Linked DNA regions of Mus musculus: all the other regions are linked to region 2. The links are chromatin contacts, called in public promoter capture Hi-C maps. All regions are on one chromosome and are shown on one strand. The core of a region is the stretch at or near the end of the contact, and the rest is flanking DNA. Distances in the headings are between cores, read along the strand shown. Region 1 has its middle 22 kb from the start of Tars. Region 2 holds the start of Zfr (zinc finger RNA binding protein). Region 3 has its middle 8.4 kb from the start of Gm41274.

Region 1 (4,604 bases), core at 213-2,712, 700 kb after region 2:
TGTAGCAGAAGATGGCCTAGTTGGCCATCAGTGGAAAGAGAGGCCCATTGGTCGTGCAAACTTGGTATGCCTCAGTACAGGGGAATGCCAAGGCCAAGAAGTGGGAGTGGGTGGGTAGGGGAGTGGGGGGGGTGTATGGGGGACTTTTGGGATAGCACTGGAAATGTAAATGGAGAAAATACCTAATTTAAAAAAAGTATATAAATGAAAAAAAAAAAAAAAGAGTTGCCTCCAATGGAAGCTGAAACCACTTTTCTACTCAATGTTCAGACAATCTCCAGGTTATTCTGTCTGAACCTCTGTGCCCTCCCTCAGCCCTGATGATTTTAACATGGGATCCCCGTGATATCTGAATCCCACGTCATCTCCCACCCCACCCAAGTACACTAGAGGAGAATACTGATATTTGAACACCATTGAGATACATTTAAGTTTCCCACAAGTGATGGATGCATCTAAATTAGCTTTCGTGTTCTAGAACTGGAGGCTGTGAACAATTTGCAGAGGTTTATGGGAAGTGAATAATCCCTTTGAATCCCCACGGTCTTGAGTTCTGTCATTCAGCAGGTACCCAGTGAGAGCACAGACTCAGGAGGGTTTGGGTGGCTGCATTATCGCTTGAGTATTCTCAGATTAATAATACCCAGCGTTTTCCACTAAACTTTCTTATATCCATCAGTAGGGCTGAGTTAGCCAGCCAATGAGCAAATTAATCCAAACTTTCCAACTTTTCTTCAACAATATGAGTGTTCTAAAGCTCCAAACACATCCCTGCCTGGCAGTCTATAGGTTCTTCATTTGTGTTTTGAGACAAGATCTCAGTCTGTATCCAAACTCATTTATGATCCTCCTGCCTCAGAAGGTGCTGGGATTACAGGATTCACCACTGTATCTGGCAACTTTCTGGTGGTTTGATCACTTTTTCAAACTCAGCGAATAGACAACACAGTTGAATTCTTGCAGCAGGTCTGCTGGTGTTTTGCTTCCTCCAAATGCCAGAACCATCCATTAGTTCTAACTAAAACACTCCAAAGTCTCATGTTTAATAAAAATCATAGCAGGGAATGACAAGCCATCATTATACAAACTCAAGGTGTAAAAACTAACCGTGCCTAGAGACTACACAAATGACAAAACCCAAACAGGGACCCTCATGCATGCTGCAGAATGAATAAAATGTTGTACCCAAGTCTGTTTCTGTTCCTTGGTTATTTGAGATGTCACTTCCTCTGCTTCTATAGGTTTCCTTGCAGAGTCTCAGGCTTTCTTCTCTGGCGTCAGGCCTTCCCCGTCCCTGCCTTGTCTCATCGCCTGTCTGTCGTACAACAATAAATAACTGGTGGGTTGCAAGAAAAGCATGTGTTGGATCAAGCTGATGTGTCTGCTTTCTGCCCCCCAGAGAGGACAGGGAAGGCTCTGATGTCTGAATGAGTTCCACGTTTTGACCTGGGGACCTCTCAATTCCGAGAAGGATCCCTTGCCAAGTATATGGAACAATTATTTACAATTAAAGAAGCTTTCCATACCTCTTTCAAAACGGACCCGATTGCTTCATCTCTAAGAGGAGAAAGTAAAAGCCCACAAATTAAATTCCCCAATCTTGAGAAATGAGAGTGGGAAAAGGGGTTGCACTGGGATTTATTCTTCATATACAGTCGCCGTTTAAAAACAGAAAGGGAACAAGCTGGGTAAATAAACTGATTTACATATTCTTGCAGCTAAGGGAATTCCTGATGGAGGAAGCCACAGTGAAATGCTGCTCAGCACTCAGTGGCCTGCTCAACTATGACCCCAAACCAAGTCCCTCAACTTCCTTGGGCAAGAGCTCCATGGTGGTTCATGAAAGTAGTTGTATATGGGATGCAGATTTTGTCACACGAGAATTATTACTTTTCTTTTTTTTCCCTAATAGTATGTCAACGATTTCCATAGGTCCGCCTTCTCCCATACTCCCATTACCTTCAGAGTAGATCATCAGTTTTCAGAATGTGTCCTCTGGAACTCAGATCTTGACAAATGAACAAAGTAGCACGTAGGCTGATGAGTTTAGGATGTGCTATAGAATATTTCCTCTGTCTATCAGTTTGCTCAGTTTACCGATGGCTTTGCAAAGTCCTGCACACAGTCAAGGCTCCCCAGTGCTACATGTGAGATGCAGTCCTTCCTTCTCGTGCCTGTGCTGCAGGGCTCTTGTCCACTGTGGTGGTGTTAAGGGATGGCACATAACTGCAGCCCCAGTACTTGGAAAGCTAGGAGAAGAAAATTACTGGGCTACACAGTGAGTTCCAGACCAATCTGAGCAGTAGCAAGAGACCCTGCCTTAAACAAACTAATTAATGAAGTAATTCATTAATTATCTTTTAAAGAGAACAATTAAAATGGTAGAACTTCTATGAGAAAGCTTCGCATAGAAAAAAACTCCATCTGGCTCACCACTGTCAGAAGAAATTATAAGTATAGTCCTCTGACTGACTGCTTGTTCCAAGCAGTGTTTGGTACAAGATCACCATAGCTCCCTAACCCCTCTGTCTCACTGTCGTCTCTCTCCCTCTTGTGTGTGCTGCACCCATAAGTCTATCCACTGTCCTGCAGCTATCAGGGCTCATTAGAGGCTCAACAGACAGGCCATTTGATCTGGGGCTTCTGGGCTCAAAAGCTGTGAGCTACGTCACCCATTCTAGATGTATATAGAGTCTGGTATTTTGCTATAACAAAAGAAAATAGGTTATTTTTTTATTATATTTTATGTGCCTGAATATTTTGCCTGTGTGTATATAATTGTACATGCGGTTTGAGGAGGCCCGAAGGATGTTAGTTCCCATGGAACTGGAGTTACAGGTGGGTGTGAGCCACCATATGGGTGCTGGGAAGTCAACCTATGTCCTAAGGAAGAGCAGACAGTGCACTTAAATGCTGAGCCATCTCTGCAGGCCTCAGGGGAAAAAAATGTATTAATATAGCTAGAAGTAGCAAAACTTTTGGAACCTAAAGAGCATGTCATGCCATTTTTATATTCCTTGGTCTCAGACTTCCTCCCTCCCTGCTTTTAAAAATCAATTAATTTATTTAAATAAAGTTAATAATTAATTTAAATAAAATTAATTAATAACTAAATTTGAAACAATTAATTAATTAATTGGTTATTTTCCCATCCTAACCTCAGTTTTCCCTTGCTACTCTCTCCCCAGTTCCTCCCTCTACCTTTCCTTTCACACCCCCCCCTCCAATCCACTTTTCCTCCATTTCTCTTCAGAAAAGGGCAGGCCTCCTCCTATGCATATCAATAAGCCTTGGCATATCAAGTTTCAGTAAGACTAGTCACTTCCTCCCCTATTAAGGCTAGGAAAGGCAGGCAACAGAGTCAGAGACAGACCCTACTCCCACTGTTAGGAGTCCCACACAATGACCAAGCCACACAACTGTAACATATGTACAGAGGGCCTAGGTCATTCTCAGGCAGGCACCCTCATTTGTCCCTTCATCTCTGTGAGCTCCTCAGGACCCAGGTTAGTTGATACTGTGGATTTTCTAGTGGTATCTTTGACCCCTCTGGCTCTACAACCCTTCCCCCTCCTCTTCTGCATGATTCCTTAGCTCCACCTAATGTTTGGCTGTGTGTCTCTGAATCCCTTTCCATCAGTTGCTGGATGGAGCTTCTCTGATAACAACTGGGCTAGCAGTAGGGGATATAGAGCCTGAACTGCCCATCTCCTGTAACCAGGCAAGACCTCCAGTGGAGGGATTGGGACACCAACCAGCCACAAAGTCTTTAATCCACAATTTATCCTGCTTGCAAGACACACTGGGATAAAGGTGGTACAGAAATTATGGGGGTGACCAACCAATGACTGGTCCAGCTTGAGACCCATGTCCTGAGAAGGAACCCAACTCTAATAGTGACTGGATGGCCAGGAGCCAGAAGCTAGGTAGCCCAGAGACCTAGAGTAGAATCAAACAGGGCTGAAAAAAAAGTCAATGAAATAATTTCTAATTATGATATCCCACTGTACTTATAGATTGGTGTCTAAGCTCCCTGGTTTTTAATCCTGCATCATAATCAACAGTTAACCATCTTTTCTCTTCTCTGCACCACAGTAGCTCTTTATTTGCTTATAAACATTTGTGATTCCCTACCAATGAGAGAAATGCATACAAGTGTGCTTTGTTTTTATTTGGGGTCTTGTCTGTCTTAATTTTCTGTATACTGCTACTGAACAAAATCCTGGTTCCTCAGTCTTCCACTCCCATAGGAGACCTGTTACATGAGAGCAAACTGTAGGTGTTTGATGTATGAACAAGGTGCTAGTAGTTTTTAAATGTCTGTATCATTGTCTGCAAAAACAAAAGAATCTTAAGTCACACTTCTTAAATCTAGTGCTCAAAGCTAGAGTTTAGAAAATAAAAACAGTAGGCATGGACACACCATTTGTCCTACTTGTGTTTTTGCTCGCTAGGTAATTCCTGAGAAACTGCATAGCATCTCCCTTTCGTCTTCACATCTGGAACTGTGTTTCAGCTATTCATGCGGCTCACTTACTGTAATTAAACTTGACTTCATTGGCAAATATTAATTTCAAGGAAGTTCTTATAGTGTGAGTGTATGA
Region 2 (4,360 bases), core at 804-3,303:
GTCTGTAAAACAAATAACATGTTAATGTCTGAAATGTCCCATGATTTTGCTCTGAAGATATAATTTCAGTCATTTTTCTCAGCACTGGCCTGAAGAGACTTTTAAGCCACCACCTTAAGATTGAGGCTTTCAACAATCAGTAAAATACCTATGTCAGTAATATAATAATTTACAATTTTAACACCTTTTTTAAAAAATGGGGGCATTTCATCTATTTGATTGATAGATTTTTTTTTCTTTGTCAGTAATATGTAAAACAGTATCTCTTGTAGTAAATTGTATCATAGGATTCCCTAAAATGAAGTAACTTTTTTTTCCTTTAGAATTTTCAGCCCCCAATTATTAGCCAGTATCCCATTTTACAGAGGAAACTCAAAAAATATGTCCCAAATGTCATAAAAAATCACAAAGATACTGTTACTAAAATTTTGTTTTCCAATGAGCCTCTTTTAAATACATGACTCTCCTAAGGTAAATGGGATGAAAAAGCTATCTGAATTTAACCATGATCCTAAATATGCTAAGGCACACATAAAACTGTATGCTTACTGCATGAACCAAGCGACTAGCTGTCTTACTCTGATTCATGACGGTCCAATAAATACAGGGTTTTGCCTCTTGTTTCTGCGATAAGATGTATAAGGAATTACAGCTACTTTAGCAATGACAGCTATCTGGAGGTAGAGGATTCATCCCAGGCACCACAACTACTCGGTATACAGTCACTGGCATTTTCTTTTTCCCCGGGCGGGGCGAGGGGCAGGGGGGAAGACCTCAAAGGAGAACCACCGGTCCACTTGGAGCCGTCCTCAATGGCTCCAAAGGCTACACACGCATCATCTACCCTAGGAACTTCGCACATCTTTTTCGGTCTAACAGCTAAACGATTCACAGGTGGTTGGCATATTAACATCTCCGCGAGCAAGAAAACCCAAAGGGAATGAGATGGAGGCGATGACGCTGGCAAAGTGGCAGTTAATCTGAGGGGCTGGGGGCAGGGGGGTGGTTGGTGGCGTCGGGGACCCAGGGCCAAGGGAAGGTACCGACAAAGACCTGCTGTGTGATCTGGGCTCCGGGGGCGTCGCGGTAGAGGCCGCTGACTCCGCACTCCGCGCGAGGCCCCTCGGCTCACTCTCTCTCCATTCCCCGAGCCAAAGGGAAGATAAGAGGTGGGGGGGTGACAGGGTGGAGGCGGGGACCCGGGAAGCCGAGGGGCCGCAGCGGGCGGCTCGGCTCCGCTCCAAGGCCGCGGGAGGCCATTTTACCTCCGGGGCCGTCCAAGGCCCTCCACGTCCCCAACCCCTCCGCAGTCATCCCTCCCCCGTCTCGGCCCCTCCGGGGGCCGCTGTCCGCCGGAGCCGGAGGCCGAGTGCGACACGGCAGGGAAGGGCGGGTGTGGGGAGGGTGCGGGGGGCTCCCGGCCGCGCCTGCCGCGGGGACCCGGGCTCTCGGGGCGGTGCGGCGGGGGCGGGGGCGGATGCGGCCGCGGGGCCGGAGCGTCGGCGGGAGCCGGACCGCGGGGCGCGGAGGGAAGAGGAAAAAGGGAGAAGGCGGGGAGCCGTTACCTATACTGGGCCGCAGCCGCCGCCGCCGCCGCCCCGCTGTGGGTGAATCCAAAGTAGTTGCCGGTCGCCATTTTGGCATCTTCCCCCAGCCGGCTGGGCACTGCGGCGGGCACGGAGAGTCAGGTCCCATGGCGGGAGGGCAGCCGTCAAGGGGTCGGGGTGCCGAGGGATGGCAAGGGAGAGAAAAGGGGCCGTGAGAAGCCGCCCTGGCCGGCGGGGACCGCGGCCGCGCCGCCGTCCGCCTCCCTCCCCGCACTCCCTCACTCACTCGCACGCCCGGGTGGCGGCCGCCGCCTCCTCCCCGGAGCTGGCCCCAACCCCCGCGCCTACCCGCCGCCCAGGGCCGGGGCAGGGCATGGCAGAGGCCTCCACGGGCCACATTTAGACTCACCATAGGTGAAAGAAACTACAGGGCATATGGGAATCATGGGCTCGGGCTGCTGCTGCTGAACTCTGAACTCTCACCCGCTGCCTCCCTCCTCTGCCCCACTCCTCCTCAGCGGAGAACAGACCGCCGCCGCCGGCCGCACCGCGCAAGCGCGCTAGTGCGATGCATCCTGGGAGATGTAGTCCTTACGCCCCGCGCCAACCCCCCCACCCCCCACCCGGGGGCTGGCGCAGGGCCCCCCGAGGAGCGGATTTCTGGGGTGCGGATGTGGGGTTCTCTCGTGGGACTACGGGCCCGGCCTTATCCTAAGCGATGGTGACTCGCACCCGCTGCAGGGAGGCTACAAGGCGGAGGAAGAGCGCCTCGCTCGGCCGCGGGGGAGTCGGGCAGCGTGACCAGATAGCGTGACGTCTGTTGGCCTTTTCGCCGCCTTACTTTTTCACCGGTTTCCTTTACTTTTGCGGCTGCGTTTGTTCTCTCTTTCAGCCCTCCTCTCTCCTTTAATTTCCATTAACATTTGAGCTGGCCTAATTCCTGTTGCTTGTCACTGGCCTTTGGAAAGGGGAGGAGACAACGATGGGGGGGAAAAGAGCAGAGGAAGTGCTGCACCAAGCATCTGCCCAGAACCCTGCCTGTCACAGGGGTCACACATTTTGCCAAGACCCCGCCCCACCTCACAGACAAGGAGCCTTTCAGGGTCATGTTGGCGGCCCCCAACAAGGTGTTGGGCGTTGTAGATGCCAGAAACGAAACGTGACATGTTGTAGGAGCAAAACAAAATCCCTGTTCACATGGAATTTTTGTTCTGGGAAGTCTTATGACACACTAGAGCCAAAAACATAGAAAATGTGGTGGGTGGGACTGGAGTATTAGGAATAAAAACAGGACAATGAAGATAAGGGGAGTTCGGGCGGTTAGGGCAAGCCCTGGAATAGAGACCTGACAGAAGCAAGAAAACCACCCAGGTAGCTACCTGGAGGAAGGGCAGTGGAGAAGTCTATAGAGTATCAAGGAAGTCACTCTGGCTAGAACTGAGTGCGGGGATGACCAGTTCAAATGTCTTTGTGAGAGTCTTAGATTTCCTGGGTAGAGGGGCATACACCTATAAATCCCATCATTGGAGAGGCTGAGACAGGAGGATTTCCCAGAGTTCTAGACCTGCCTACACTACAGAGGGAGACAGTGTTTCAAAATAGAAACTACCCACCTATTCACTCCTTACCTGAGCTTCAAAAGAGTGCCAGGTCTCCCTGGGTCAGGATCAATACTTTATAAATAGTTCTTTACTGCATGCAACTGTGTCTTCATTACAGATGCTTTAGTGTTATCTCTGTATTGTCTCAGGCCATTTTCAGTCACACCTCCCCCACCTCCACCCCCCCCCCCCCCGCCCATTTCTTTTCTACTGCTAGGGATGGAGCTGAGATGACCTGAGCTAGCGATCGTTCTCTCTCTCTCTCTCTCTCTCTCTCTCTCTCTCTCTCTTCTCTCTCTCTCTTTCTCCTTTAGTTAGGGTCTTGCTGGCTGACCTGGAGACCTGGCACTCACTATACTGCTTCCGCTGGGCTCTCCCTCCCCTTCCATCCCCTCTCCCAGCCACTCCTGGACTGATTTCTGTCGTCTTGCTCTTACCCTGCCTCCACCAAGGCCTAGGAAGCGCTGCACCTCACCTCTCACCTGCCTCGTGGCCATCCAGCAGCCCCCTGCTGCTTATCTCTTAAGTCTGATGAGCCTTAAAACAGTCAGAGTGAATCAGAACTCACCCGTGGAAATCAGCGCTTTAGTCTACCTAAGGCAAACATTGCCTCAGTCCCCACTGGCGTCAACCCCCACACCTCCTACAACAGTACAGGTTCTGAGAACCTGCCTGGTTTGTCTTTTTTCTCATTTCAAAGGGAAAATGTAGGGCTTTGGGGGAAAATCAGTGTCATTGTTTTCGAGAACACTGATGGTTCCCAATTGTGTTGCTAAGGGGGAAAAAAATCTCCTACATATGGGGCATTAGAACTGTGTTGAAAAGGTGACTTGCCTTGAACTTCACGGAACAATGAAGTCTCTAGGCTAGCTAAGCAGCCAGCTGCTTCCATAAGCCTCACCACTAGTAAGCTATTTGCATTAAATGGGAGGAGAAGAGTCGGGTGGCAATTGTTGATTTCTGTTAAGGGCTGGCTTTCTGTTTGGCTGCTTGTCTTGAGAGGATAGAGTTACAGTGTTGATAACTTACACTGAACTGAAGTAGAAACTGGCTTCTTGGTGGTGATGGTCCTTCGGGGTGTGACAGGCTAGCCTATAGTAAGTACTTTAGCTTGCCCTCACCTTGTTTAGGAAAGATGTTTGGAGCAGACTGAAAGAAAAAAAAAAGATCTGGGTCTTGGGGGAGCTAGCAGGGGGATATTCTGATTAATGT
Region 3 (4,703 bases), core at 1,443-3,942, 670 kb before region 2:
AGTTTGCTATTCCAGGGGTTTGCAGACAGAAACCAGGTGGCCGCCTGTCTGCGAGATGGATACATGTGCCTCATGATTTACCACGATTGCACCTGCACCGGGATTTCTCCGGAAGTCCCAGACCCCTGTTCTTCTCTGGTACCGTCTCCTCCGAGAAACACTTCCATTTTTTTCCTGCAGTGCAAAGCAGGATTTAAGCTCCAACCACCTGGCCTTTGGGGCTTCTTCCTATTTTGTGTGACTCCAATGTGCAAGCACATAAACACGTGTGCATGCCTGTCTAGACCCACAGGCTCAACTCTCAAAGCTTTGGAGGACAGAATACAAGTTCTTGTCATTCTACAGCGGGGAGGGACTCTCTTTGCATTGGTCTCATACGTCAGATGTGAAAATAACTATTGCTGATTTCTTAATACTCAAATATGCATGCTTACGTATGTTAACCCAGAAAAAAGAAAGAAAGAAAGAAAAAGAAACGAGATTAGTTTTTTTTTTTTTTTTTTTGTAGAATTTCTGTCTGCAAACCCTTGGAATAAAAACTAGGATGAGATCCAAAAGCAATGTGTTTTGACTTTTTAAAAGATAAGGAAGGGATTTGAAGGCAACTTGTAATTTTTTTCCTTCCAAAGAGAGTGATTTGCCACTGTTTAATTTGATAAAATTCTTTATGCTTCAAACACAGACTCGGCTTTAAATATTAACACACTTCAAAAAGTGGGATGAAACCATCGAGCTTTCATGAATTAATTATCACAGTTTGAAAACTCGAATTTTACAAAGTATATCACAAAGTGAAGGCTGGCTTTTCCAAATCTTCTCTGCTTTCTGGTATTAACTCATGGTTAAATAAAATTTTATTTACATTAATGTGTGTGGCAATGTAAACTTGGAAGGTTCCTGTTTCTTGGTATTATACAATTCCAACTGTACATTTTTTTTCTTTGCATTCACTAACATAATTATAATAATTAGTGGGCTAATTGTTGGTAGAGCATTTGCCCTGTATTCTGCAAGGCCCTGGGTCCTGTCCCCAGAACTGCAAGAACAACAATAATAATTTTAATTAAAGTGGTGTACTTGAACATCATGAAGGATCAAACATTGATACTCATATGATTTGTAAACAGCCCCCTTTTGTAATTTCTAGCTCTTCTCATTTATCAAGATAACAATTTCCTTCTTTTTTTTCTGTCTGTCTGTCTTTCTCTTTTCTTCATTTTTTTAAAAAATGCTGCTTTCATTGCTTTATAATATCTAGAAATTATGTATCTTTCTTTTGTATTTTAGTTTTGTTTTTACTCATCTTTTTTTTTTCCTTCTTGATCCAGCCTCTGATCAAAGATTTTATTTATTTGTTATACATAAGTACACTGCAACTGTCTTCAGACTCACCAGAAGAGGGCATCAGATCTCATTACAGATGGTTGTGAGCCACCATGTAGTTGCTGGGATTTGAACTCAGGACCTTCGGAAGAGCAGTCAGTGCTCTTAACTGCTGAGCCATCTCTCCAGCCCAGTACTGCTCCTTTATTTTCTACCTTCCACTTGAGAAATCTGATGTTAATTGGATTTTTGGTTTGGTTTTGATTGTTATTATTTGGTTGTCTGTCTTAGGGCTTTACTGCAGTGAACAGACACCATGACCAAAGCAACTCTTACAAGGACACCGTATAATTGGGGCTGGCTTACAGGTTCAGAGCTTCTGTCCATTATCACCAAGTCAGGGACATGGCATCGTCCAGGCATGCATGGTGCAGGAGGAGCTGAGAGTTCTACATCTTCATCAGAAGGCTGCTAGCAGAATACTGGCTTCCAGGCAACTAGGACAAGGTTATTAAAGCCCATACCCACAGTGACACACCTACTCCAACAAGGCTACCCTTCCTAGTAGTGCCACTCCCCAAGGCAAGCATACATAAACCATCACATTGCCCTAAGTTAATTCCCATTGTGAAAGTGCTTGACAAGATGAGAAGAGGATGTCAGATCCCCTGGAGTTACGGGCAGTAGTAAGCTACCCCACGTGGGTGCTGGGAACTGAACTCAGGGTCTCTGGAAAAGTAGCAAGTGCTCTTAACTATTGGAGTCATCTCTCCGGCTATTAAACACTCGTTCTAAAACTACCATCTTGTTTTGTTTTATAGATACAATATTCTCCCCTACTTCTCTGAAAATAGTAATGGTTCTTTTTTTTTCTGATTTTTTTTCTTCTCTCCATCATGAGATCTTTCTGTGGGTTTCTTTGTTAAAAATAAACAAACAGCCACAAACCTAGTTTGGTTTGGGTCATTGAGTAAAGGTGTCTAAGCCTGTAGACCCAGGTTTGATCTCTGGGATCCTCATTGTAGAAGGAAATAATCAATTTCTTTGAGTAGTTCTCTGACCTCCCTTGGCACGCGTGCACGCACGCACATGCACACACACTTACACAAATAAATGTAAAACAAAATGAAACATTTACTTTCTGAAGTATAATGTATATACAATGAAAAGAATACCCACTTAAAATTTTCATCCTTTCCTTTGAACTGATCTAAATTTCTAAAGATGAATTCTGCTCTGTTCCAGGAGGTGCAGCCCTGGCTTCTAGTGTTCTAGAATCCGGGGAATTAGAAAGCTAAGTTGCTCTATGCTGCTGCGCCCAGCTCGCCAGCTCGCTTAACTCCTTTGTTTCCAAGAGGAGGTCACTCCTGTGACCCAAACCAAACTAGGTTTGTGGTTGTAGAGCAGAGGCGAGTCTGTAACAGCCCTTATGCAAACACACGGCCTTGAAAGCCTGGGGGTGGGGGGTGGGGTTCTATTTTCAGACAGCAAAGAAAGAACTGAGAGGACTCTCTGGGGGTATGGGACAGCTTTTATTACTCACCCAAGCCAACGGCCCACGTGGTGCCTATAAGCAGCCAAAGTATTTATACAAATGCTGAACTAAGAGAAACAGAGTCCGAGGGCTCACGGCAGCCCTCACCTCTTACAGGAGCAGCCTGCTGGTCCATTCCACCTTAGCTTTGTTCACTATCTTCAAAGGAAGAGAAGAGCCAGCATCCCTCCTCCCACACGGCTGTGTAAAATCCACAGAATGCCCGCCCGCAAGGGCGAGTTCATGGTGGCCACCTCAGATGCTGACGCTGAAATGTTTCTCAGAGATTCCCCACCCCATTTTTCTTTCTCTTTTCGTTTTCCTTTCTTCCGTCTTTCTTTTCTTCCCTTCCTTTCTCCCTTCCTTTCTCCTTTTCTCTTCCTTGTTCATCATGATCTCTTATGTAAGCAAGGATGCCCTGAATACCAGATACCCCAGCTTCTCAAGGGCTCGGGTATAGGCATGAGCTGCCACACCAAGTAATTAGTTATTCAAATTCGTTAAGCATGTTTCTGTCTTTTCTGCCCAACTTCCAAATCTTTGGAGTTTTGTGGAATAAGGTAGGCTGGCTACCTCTCTCCTTTGTTCCCTGCCAATTGGAAATTTGTATTCTTTCTTTCTCTCTCTCTCTTTCTTTCTTTCTTTCTTGATTTATTTATTTTATGTATATGAGTACACTGTGGCTGTGTTGTACTGGTAGTTGTGAGCCTTCATGTGGTTGCTGGGAATTTGAATTTAGGACCTCTGCAGGCTGTGGTCAGCCTTGCTCTCTCCGCTCCGGCTTAAAGATTTATTTTATTATTATATCTAAGTGCACACTGTTGCTGTGTTCAGACATACCAGAAGAGGGCGTCAGATCTCATTACAGGTGGTTGTGTGCCACACAAAGGATGCCACACCGAGTGGTTGCTGGGATTTGAATTCATGATCTTCAGAAGAGCAGTCAGTGCTCTTAACCACTGAGCCATCTCGACAGCTCCAGGAATTTGTTTTCTTGGGTCTAACTCATTTGCCACTTTTCCATCTCCTTTCCAGTATCCTGACATTTTTACTGCCATTATTTTCCTACATTTTTGTGCATTTTTGTTTGGTTTTGCTTTTTCTATGAAACAGCCTCACTCTAGGCCAGTATTAAACGTGTGGCAATCCCTCTGCCTCAGCCTTCCAAGAGGAAGTGTTCAGGCATGAGCCCTCACACTGGACTCCACGTTCTCATCATGGGCTTCTCCTTTCATGAGACTTTTATTCTGGGTTGGAGCTATAGCTCAGTGGTGGAGCACATGCCTAGCATGTGCAAGCATGTGCAAGCATGTGCAGCATAGCAAAGGTAACAATAACATTTACTATTACTTCATTAATCGTCACAGTTGTGCCAGACTAAAGGAAAAAGTTCATAAGATGCATATGAGTGTTCTCCACTCTCTGTAACCTTCCTAAAATTATGTAAATCATGATTTAGATATTTTATTTAAAAAAAGAAAACCTTGATTATTTATCCCTTAGTTAATTACTGTTTATTATAGTTTTATCCAAAAATAATCACTTGGGTCCTGTAAGGACTGGTGTTTGCAGCTGTCCTTCCTCAAGATGGTGTTGGTGAGTCTGAGTCCTTTGCAGTTCTGTATGGAGTCTATGAAATATCTTCTCCCATGGCCTAAACCACTCTGTTGAGATTTTGGTTGACTTTGGCTTTCTAGATTTATTGGAAGGAGTGGAAATCTTTGTGATATTGAACCTTCTATCTAGGAGCACAGTGTAACTTTACGAAGTGGGTTTGGTACGGCTACAGTCTCTCTGCGACTCCATTAAGCAGTCTAGACAGGCGGGTGTCCAATCCTATATGCTC

The links. Promoter capture Hi-C pulls out the DNA fragments that hold promoters and counts their contacts.
Region 1: a contact with region 2 is called in a promoter capture Hi-C map of cranial neural crest. The contact joins the enhancer-like site here to the promoter of Zfr in region 2. A contact is called at or near these places in 2 of 39 promoter capture datasets (cranial neural crest and pre-B cells), 1 of 484 Hi-C or Micro-C datasets (cortical neurons) and 1 of 9 other capture datasets (embryonic stem cells).
Region 3: a promoter capture Hi-C map of pre-B cells shows a contact between it and region 2, with 6 times the contacts expected there. The contact joins the enhancer-like site here to the promoter of Zfr in region 2. A contact is called at or near these places in 6 of 39 promoter capture datasets (3T3-L1-derived adipocytes, the HPC-7 cell line, cranial neural crest and 3 more), 2 of 484 Hi-C or Micro-C datasets (CD4 T cells and pre-B cells) and 3 of 115 datasets of contacts at active chromatin or transcription factors (embryonic limb bud, epiblast stem cells and forebrain).

The regions. Positions count from the first base shown.
Region 1 is chr15:11,419,244-11,423,847 of GRCm38.p6, reverse strand. No RefSeq gene overlaps it. Among named protein-coding and RNA genes, the nearest start is that of Tars, 22 kb to the right of the region's middle. Within about 2 kb of position 1,462, at least 5 of the 459 cell types and tissues checked have an H3K27ac peak or open chromatin away from gene starts, as enhancers often do.
Region 2 is chr15:12,115,544-12,119,903 of GRCm38.p6, reverse strand. Zfr (zinc finger RNA binding protein) reads right to left here and starts at 2,053. Exons shown (of 20, transcript NM_011767.2): 1 at 1,957-2,053; 2 at 1,566-1,665. The coding sequence starts at 1,993.
Region 3 is chr15:12,787,755-12,792,457 of GRCm38.p6, reverse strand. No RefSeq gene overlaps it. Among named protein-coding and RNA genes, the nearest start is that of Gm41274, 8.4 kb to the left of the region's middle. Within about 2 kb of position 2,692, at least 24 of the 459 cell types and tissues checked have an H3K27ac peak or open chromatin away from gene starts, as enhancers often do.